Linked DNA regions of Mus musculus: region 2 is linked to region 1. Evidence: chromatin contacts called from public HiChIP or PLAC-seq data. All regions are on one chromosome and are shown on one strand. The core of a region is the stretch at or near the end of the contact, and the rest is flanking DNA. Distances in the headings are between cores, read along the strand shown.

Evidence for each region. HiChIP or PLAC-seq counts read pairs in DNA pulled down with a chosen protein or histone mark.
Region 2: a FOXA1 HiChIP or PLAC-seq map of pancreatic cancer cells shows a contact between it and region 1. The contact joins two enhancer-like sites.

Annotation. Positions count from the first base shown.
Region 1 is chr2:167,705,938-167,710,318 of GRCm38.p6, forward strand. No RefSeq gene overlaps it. Among named protein-coding and RNA genes, the nearest start is that of Gm38464, 17 kb to the right of the region's middle. Within about 2 kb of position 2,659, at least 32 of the 459 cell types and tissues checked have an H3K27ac peak or open chromatin away from gene starts, as enhancers often do. A contact at or near this core is called in pancreatic cancer cells, where this site is marked.
Region 2 is chr2:168,112,793-168,117,660 of GRCm38.p6, forward strand. No RefSeq gene overlaps it. Among named protein-coding and RNA genes, the nearest start is that of Gm46787, 30 kb to the right of the region's middle. Within about 2 kb of position 2,334, at least 104 of the 459 cell types and tissues checked have an H3K27ac peak or open chromatin away from gene starts, as enhancers often do. A contact at or near this core is called in pancreatic cancer cells, where this site is marked.

The sequences.
Region 1 (4,381 bases), core at 1,409-3,908:
TCAATCTTGTGTTCCCAGGAGGACCGGAACCACACCTCAGCTCCCTGAAGGAGAGGGCAGTAGGTGCTGGTTTGGGTTGACCTAGCCAGGGCAGAGCTGGAAGAAAGGAGCAGGGTCCTGTCCAGGAGGAGGCTGGGAAGAAGACACCTGTCCCTGCCCTGTGCCCCTGGGGCTAGCCAGAAGAGTATCTACCCAGACCTCAGGCTGGAGACCAGGGGTCAGGTGGGCTGGGGGACAGGGACAGAGAAACAGAGAGAAAGGCAGAGTTAGCTAGGGGGACAGCAGCTGAGCTGTGTAGGGTGAGGGCAGGCTAGGTACCACATGCCCACTGGGAATGGAACAGGCGTCCATATGTGGGGACCCAGGTGGCACGGGCCTGGCCCTCCAGTCACCAGCCACTCCCTGTCTTTTTGTCCTCCTGGAGCTGTGGCTGCCTCTCCAGGGGGCCTCGTTAGAGGGCAACTGGGAAGGCCTCAGCACTGAGGTAATCACAGTCTGGAATGTTCTCTAGGAGGTCCAGGTGCAGGCGAATAGGTCCATCACGTCTTGGACTCCCAGGGCCTTGTGTGTCAGGACAGACATACCACTTTGTCCCAGAGCCCCCACACCCCCTTGACAGCTCTTCTCAGCTCCTTCCTAAAGCCTCCCATGGCTTCCCAAGCTGTAAACTGACCTCCCCTTTGCCCGGGGCCTTGAGTTGGGCCTCCAGCTCTGGCCTTTCTTCCTGGCCTCCTCTTTTGCCTTTTCTGAGACTGGGTCTTTCCACATTGCCATGGTTGGCCTTGTAATCACTTCTGGCCAGCAGGCCTTGAACTCAAGGCAATCCTCCTGCCTGTGATTTACCACCGCAGCTGGCTTGACCTCCTGCTATTTCCTGAACCTTCTGAATCTGACCCACCACAGGACCTTTGCACCTGTGAGTGCAGCCCGCGCATCCTTCAGCTCAAAGTCCCCACGAGGACTCAGAGAGGCCCACACTCCTCAGACTCCTCGGGCTGTCCAGGCTCTCTCCTCCCCGAGCTCAGCGCCCTCTGCTCTCTTATGAGTGTTGTTGGTTTTGTTTAGCCCAGGCTGACCTTGAACTCACTACATATCGAGGGATGACCTTGAATTCTTGGTTTTGCCTGCACCTGGGCTGGGATCCCAGGTCTATACCATCAGGCCTGGCTGTTGGCTCTTTTTTTCCCCAATTTTACTTTTACTCTCCTACTTTACTTTCTCAGTCTCTTTTAAAGACAGGGTCTCACGGGACCCAGCTTCTGCTCGATTGTCCCCCCTGCCTCAGCCTCCTGAGAAGCTGGGATTAGGGTTGTCTATTGCCAGGCCTGACTATTGCTGGAGAGTTAAAGTGACCAGGGCCCACTGCAGCAGGAGTGAGAGGTTAGGGGTGAGGGGTTAGGAGTGAGGGGTGAGGGATGAGGGTGAGGAGTGAGGATGAGGGATGAAGGATGAGGGTGAGGAGTGAGGGTGAGGGATGAGGGTGAGGAGTGAGGGTGAGGGATGAGGGTGAGGAGTGAGGATGAGGGATGAAGGTGGGGATGAGGGATGAGGGTGAGGAGTGAGGGTGAGGGATGAAGGTGAGGGATGAGGGGTGAGGGTGAGAGATGAAGGTGAGGAGTGAGGGTGAGGGATGAGGGTGAGGAGTGAGAGTGAGGGATGAGGGATGAAGGTGAGGGATGAGGGTGAGGAGTGAGGGGTGAGGGTGAGAGATGAAGATGAGGGATGAGGGTGAGGAGTGAGGGTGAGGGGTGAGGGTGAGGGTGAGGGATGAGGGATGAGGGTGAGGGATGAAGGTGAGGGATGAGGGGTGAGGGATGTGGGGTGAGGGTGAGAGATGAAGGTGAGGAGTGAGGGTGAGGGATGAGGGATGAGGGTGAGGGATGAAGGTGAGGGATGAGGGGTGAGGGTGAGAGATGAAGGTGAGGAGTGAGGGTGAGGGATGAGGGTGAGGAGTGAGAGTGAGGGATGAGGGATGAAGGTGAGGGATGAGGATGAGGAGTGAGGGGTGAGGGTGAGAGATGAAGATGAAGGATGAGGGTGAGGGATGAGGGTGAGGAGTGAGGGTGAGGGATGAAGGTGAGGAGTGAGGGTGAGGGATGAGGGATGAGGGGTGAGGGTGAGAGATGAAGATGAGGGATGAGGGTGAGGGATGAAGGTGAGGAATGGAGGTGAGAGTTGAAGGAGAGGGTGGAGGGTGAGAGTGAGAGATGAGGGCTGAGGGTAAGGGATGAAGGTGAGGGATGAGGGATGAAGGGTGAGGGTGAGGGGTGAGGAGGCTTAAGCCCTTTCTGATCCACCATGACTCCTTCATTTACATCCCGTGAAGTATCAAGAGTTTCTGGGGCTGTGGCTCACTTGGTAGCGTGCATGTGGCAAACCCTGGGCTTGGTCCTCAGTGCTCCATAAACCAGGTGTGGTAGTGCACGCCTGTAATCCCCGTACTCAGGCGGAGGTGGGACTTCAGGGTCATCCTTGGTCACACTAGGTTCTAGGCCAGCCTGGGCTACATGAGCCTGTCCTAAAGTTTCTCTCTCTGGGACGTGAGGAGTGGGCCCGCTCCCCAGGCGCACGCGCAGCAGTCAGAGCCTCCAGCCATGCTGAGTTCCCGGCTCACCCCGTCTCCACCCCGACCTCTGCCACAACTAGTGCAGCTCTGAGTGAATCACCCATGAGTCCTCTGGCCTCCAGCGACTCCCTTGCTCCCAGCCCTCTCTTTCTATTCTCTGTGTGCCTGATGAAACAAGAACCGCATCACAACTTTCTGTGCTCCAGAGCTTCCCGTGGCTCCTACTGCCTTAAAGATTAATCTTACAACCTGTAGATGCCGTGACACGAGTGGGCGACTCCTCCTCCTCCTCCCTCCCCTTCCCAGGCTACCTTTCCTGTCCCCTCCCCCCCACACTTGCCCCCTGTCTCCAGCTGAGGCTGCCTGGGTTCTTCCAGGGACACCTGCTAGCCTCAGGGTGTTTGCAAGGCTGCCTCCTCCACTTGGCGTGCTTTCTCCCTCCTCTTTCCCTAGCTTGCCTTGCTGATGGGGAGACCCTCTAGTAGCAGACCACCGGACTCTTTCTTAGGCCCCTGGGCCCACCTCTAGGGGCTGTGAGAGAAGACCTCTGAGGACAGGAGCCCTGTCACCTGGGAGCAGGGAGGATGTCAGGGCCAGCTGTTCACTCTCTGACAAGCTCCTGGGTCGTGAGGTCTCAGAAGCCTGGTGGCAGCTGAGCCCCATTCTGTCAGCACAGCCCGTGGCTTAGACTCTGCTGCTGTAAACTTGAACAGACCCATCCCCAGGGGGAGACTTTCTAGGTGCTCCCTGGTTTAGTCCTTGTAGGCCTCTGGATCCCCCACCCACCGTTGTCACAAAAGACTCCTTAGCTGACATTGTTCCACACCCCAGGATGCAAAGCAGGAATCCTGCTGACTGCTTTCTTGGAGTGTTCCCAGTGCACACTGCAAGGCTTGGTGCACAGTACATGCTCAATAAATGTTTGTTGAATGACTGAATAAAGACATAACAGAATGAGTTGGAGGTTGGGAGCAAGGTCACTGGTTCTCCCATCCACCACCAGCCTGGATCCTCACGGTGCCACCATGGCTGCCGAAGCACTTGCCATCTCTTCCACATGCGGTCAAGGCCAAGGCAGGGAAAGGTGCTCAGATACCCACTTAAGACTGAAGAAAGCAGCCAGGGAGTGTCCCATGTCTTAATCCCAGTACTTGTGAGGCAGAAGCAGTCAGATCTTTGTTAAGTTTGAGGCTAGCCTGGTCTATAGAGCTAGTTCCAGGACAGCCAGCGCTACACAGAGAAACCCTGTTCTCAAAACAAACAAAACAAAACAAAACACCAAAAAACAAAACTAAAAACAAAGCAAAAGAAAAAAAAAACAAAATAAAAAAACCGAAAAACCCCCAATGAGTGCCAGGGATGGAGAACAGAAGGGCCCTGGAGGGGAGCAAGGCAGAAGGCCTAGTGAGAAGGCCTAGTGAGCTAGGCATCCCATGCTGTCACCTGTCCCCCAACCCCGCACCTCCAGTAATGGCACTTTCACAGGACTATCCTCAGACACTGCACTCTGAAGTGACCACGGGTCCTATGACATCTGTGACGTGTATTCATCCTTGTGCAATGTTGGGGTGGGGGTGCAGACCACGACCTCGGAGAGAAGGAGGAGGCTGGTGCTCAGGTTATAGCAGGCTGGGGAGGGAGGGACCTGTCTGGGCAGAGTATCGGGTGTGTGTTCCACCACTGCTGGGAGGAGCTCTGGGTGTCCAGGGTACAGACTGCAGCTCTGTGTTCCACAAGAGCCACCCTACTTAATAACCACAGCTACTGGGGCCTGTGTGCTCCCCAGATGTGGGGCCAGCCCTGGGAGGGGGAGGG
Region 2 (4,868 bases), core at 1,084-3,583, 410 kb after region 1:
AACCATGCCTTAAAAACAAAAACAACAGCAAGTGGAGAGAGAGAGAGAGAGAGAGAGAGACCCGGAGCCTGAAGACAGTTGATTTGATGTCAGCTCCTTTTTAAAAGGATAGGAAGAAGCCGGGCGTGGTGGCGCACGCCTTTAATCCCAGCACTCGGGAGGCAGGCAGATTTCTGAGTTCTAGGCCAGCCTAGTCTACAAAGTGAGTTCCAGGACAGCCAAGGCTATACAGAGAAACCCTGTCTCGAAAAACAGAAGAAGAAGAAGAAGAAGAAGAAGAAGAGGAGGAGGAGGAGGAGGAGGAGGGAGGGGGAGGGGGAGGGAGGAGTGGGAGTGGGAGGGGGAGGATGTATTTTGGGTGTGCACATCATGCCACAGCACTAGCGTAGAGGTCAGAGGTCACCTTGCAGGGACCATTTCTCTTGAACTGTGGGTAAGCAGTTCAAGTCCTCAGAGTACCCTATGAGGTCTCACCAGCCTTGATCTCGGGTCTTCCTGGGGCCTCACTGAGCTCAACACAGGAGAGCTATTCATGTTTTGTTCAGAAAAACTATCCATGTGGTATGGGCACGTGCCGGCTCACCCTGTGACCGGCACCCGGTGAGCATGTGTGATAGCCATCAAGGGCCCGGCTGTGTGAATTTGCCTGGAGAGAAACGAATAAATTCCTGTTCACTCCAGACAGGGCACCACCGTCAGCCAGCCAGAGCCGCCATTCTGCCTATGTCCAGCTTAGGCAATGAGTTTACTAGGGTTTCAAGTAGGCACCTAGGCACCCCCAAACCAGCTGCTGAGTCACTAAACTGCCTCAGCCTGGTATGTGGGATACTTTTCTGTTGCTGTGGTAAAACACCATGACCAAAGCCACTTAAGGAAGAGGGAAGGGTTTGCCTTTCTTCCAGAGGGTGGGTCGCAGTGGCCATAGGAGGCCAGAGCTTAGAGATCGAGTCTCAACTGCACACAGGAAACAGGAAGAGCAAACTGGAAGCGGGGTGAGACTGTACCCCTCAAAATCCACGCCAACTGATAAACTTCCTCCAGCAGGGCTGTGCCTCCTAAAGGTTCCATAGCTCCCACCACAGTGCCACCAACTGGAGAACAAAGTGTTCATGAGCCTGTGGGGGAGGGGACCCTTTGGTGATGTCGTCCCTCCTCCCTGTGGCTGCATGGAGCCCTTGCAGTTAACTGCCCATCCTCTATATGATCTTTTCTTTTCTTGTTTCCTTTTCTTTCCCCAAACAAGGTTTCTCTATATACTCCTGACTATCCTGGACTTGCTTTGTAGACAAGGCTAGCCCCAAACTTACAGAAATCCACCTGCCTCTGCCCCCTGAGTGCTGGGTTTAAATGTGTGTGCCACCATTCCTGGCTTCTACACACTCTCACTGATTAGCTATGAAGATGACCACAATGCTCAATCTCTCCAGGCCTGTTTCCACCTCCATTCAATGGAGACATTGCAGGGCTGATGTTCACGCTGGTGTGATGGGAACCCAGCAATCTGGGAATAGTGCCCGGCACACAGTGACACACACTTGGGCCACCAACGTGATGACACTTGCAGAGCCTAGAAGTGCCACAGCTGAGCAAGCCCAGAACCTGGCACAAGGGACTAACTCCAGTGTCATCCAAAACTCAAAGCTAAGGCCACATCCCACAGCAACTAACTCACAGTGTCAGGATTCCACCTGAACAAGGTCTGTAGCCAACAATTCCTGGGAATTACATGATGGAAGGAGAGAATGGACACCCTCCCCACACAAAAATGTCCTGATTTTCACACGTGTACGTACACACACACACTCCTCCCCTCCCCCAACAATACGTAAATCCAATGAAAGTTTAAATACACACATAAAAAAAGAATTTTCACTGTGTTCACAATTTGTGTGTTTCTCCTCTCTTTGAAATAGGATCATATATGTATCAAGGCCTCAAACTTGATATGTACCCTAGAACGTCCTTGAATCTCCGATTCTCCTGCCTCCACCTAAACCGGGGGCATAACTGTCCTGCACCACCGCAGGCAGGGCTTAGGCCTGGATGCTGAAAGGCAGATCGACCACTGTGTGCCATGAGGTGAAGCCCAAAGATGCGGGAATGGAAGGACGTGACCTGGGGCCCAGCTCAGGGTTCCCGGGAGTCTCCACGCTGGGCAGAGGCTGGGCAGGCACCCCCAACTCCCCCCTACACACACCCCACTTATCACCACCCCACCCCCACTCCCATCTCCAGGCCTTGCTGGGGCCCCGCCCCCACCCACAGAGACCTAGTCTAAAACCGGCTGCAGTTCTAAGACAGCTTGGGCGCCAGAGGGAGCTCCAAGGGACTGGACTGGCTTCTTCCCGCAGCTGGTTCAAACTGGTTTGGGCAGGGTGCGGCCTCTGCAGGCTGCATTCCAGGCCTCTGGCTAGCAGCGCATTCCAGGCCTTTCCAGGACCACTTGGGGTAGAACCTGGGGACCATAGCCTTGAGTCCTCTAAGAGGCTAGACCCTGTGCGAATTCAGCTCTTTGTTTAAAATCTTTCCTGCGGCCTTGGGCAGGGTCCTTGGCTTAGGACCTTCACCAGGTGAAGCCCTGAGTGGGGGTGTGTCAAAACCAATTAGTGACTGACTTGGTAGAAAAAGGGCAGGACAGCTCCCCATTTCTCCTGGGTCCCCAGTTCAAAAAGTGGGTTGGGACACGGGATTCCAGAAACACAGTGATTTCTGGCTTCCCAGATCCTTTAGAGTGTGACAACTTCTCCAGAAATTGACAATTTCCCTAAGCCTAGCCCGGGCTAACTTCAAACATACAGGTACCAGGGAATCACCTCAAACCTTGATCCTCCCGCCTCTCCCTCCCAAAAGTACTCTTAAAGTTTGGTTATAACGAACTTCAAAGAAACTGGCCTTCCAGATATCCAAACCTTTAGTGCACTCTCCCCAACTTCCTCTCTCACCCCCAAATTACCACCTTGCTGAATGAAACTTCAATCCAGTTCCCGCCTTTCCTAGGCCTCATGGCCAGGCTACAGCTGAACCAACGCAGTATAGGCAGCGCCTGGTGACCATGGGACACCCTGCCAAGCCTCAGCCCTCGCTCACCTCCCCTAGCCTTTCTTCTGGTTGTCCACCCAGTGGCTTTTGCCACTCAGTGCTGCTGGCCAACCAAGGCCAGCCTGGGCTCTTCCAGCAGTTCCCAGCCCTGGCAGGCTTGCTAGAGGGGGGTGGGGGTGGGGGTGACTCGTGAAAGAACTCAGAACTAGACATGTCATAGCTATGATGGATGAATGGATGGATGGATGGATGGCCATGTGTGGTCTCAGTGGATTCCCTTTCTAAGTGCCTGGTACCCAAGGCACTGCCAAGAATTTCCCAGAAGATGCTGGGCAGAGAGCTGGAGAGTCTGGATGGATGTGGAAAATCAGTCACACTTCCAGAAGTGGGGAGCCAGCAGCCCCAGGGCACGCAAAAGCCAGATGGAGCCAGTTTAGATTGCTCTGGAGGGTTGTCAGATAGAAGATGAACTCACACACACAGCAGGGAAGGATCAGGGTGGTGGGTATTTATTTCCAACCCTAAGACCAGCCCGTTTAAAAATAAACATAATATTTTAAAAGGCATCAGCTAGAAATTCAAAACTAGACTATGGTCTGGTCCTCTCCCCTTTGAGCTTCCCCGTTTGTATTGGAAGGAGGGCCTCCTCCTTGGCCCAGGCACTGCAGAATTTGGGTGAGCCTCCCAGCCTGGGTGTGTCAAATTTATCACCTATTCATTCATATTCATTCTCTCTCTCTCTCTCTCTCTCTCTCTCTCCCTTTGCCCCCCCCCGCACCCCCTGTCTTTCTTTTTGGGAGCCACTAAGTCTAGCCCACTCACTTCACCAGAGTCCCAGAATCCCATCTTTGCCCCACCCTGCCCGTCCCCACAGCTTTCCCAAATATGTTATATTTTTATGTGTGTCACGTTTACTAATTAGTGTGTGTGTACATGTGTGTAGGCCACATGTGCCAGCACAGGTGTATAGAGCTCAGAGGACAACCTCAAGGAGTCAGTTCTCTGCGTCCACTCAAGGGTCATGGGGGGTCTATTTCAGGTCCTCAGACTCGACCTGCAACACCTTTCCTCTCTGAGCCATTTTATTTTGTAGGATGGGGTTGGAGCTTATTTTAAAAGCTGTGAAGACGGACACGCGCGCACACACACACACAAATAACTGTAAAACAAATAAAAATCTGACTTGGAGAGGAAGAGATGAGCTACCTACCCCTCCTCAAGGCTTTCCAAGATCTCCTGTAGCCCAGGGTGGTGTCGAACCTAACCCACTATGTAACTAAGGATAACGACTCTTGATCCTCCTGCTTCTATCTGGGAAGTGCTGTGAGGCACAGCACCCGGTCTGATTAAAAACCTCCCTGTGGGTTTTTAACCTGCAGCCAGAGCTGGTTTACAGCCGCTCTCCTAGGCTGTTGGGGATGCAACGCGAGAGCGCAGCACCCGAGCTTCCCGCGTTGTGGCCGCTGCAGAGCGCGGTGCTGCCACTGGGCGGCGCTGCTCGCTCGGCCGGCGGCCGGCCCAGCGACCGCACCTGCTCCGCCTCCGCCAGGCCGACCTCCGGGCTATGGCACCAGGTCAGGGCAGGGCATCCTTCTGGACGCCGATCAGCTTGAGCCGGTGAGCACTGGGGCACGCGAGTTCGCGCTCTCCCTGACTCCGGAGTCTGAGGCGGAGGTAAGGGCGGTGGGTGCGGAGGGGCAGCGCGGTCTCCAGCTTGGGGATCGTGGCCCTGAACCCGGAGAGACTTCGACTTCACCGCGCCATCAACGGGGGCGGGGACAGGAGGTCGCCTTTCCGGATCCCTGCCCTCCTGGGGCTATCCAGAGATG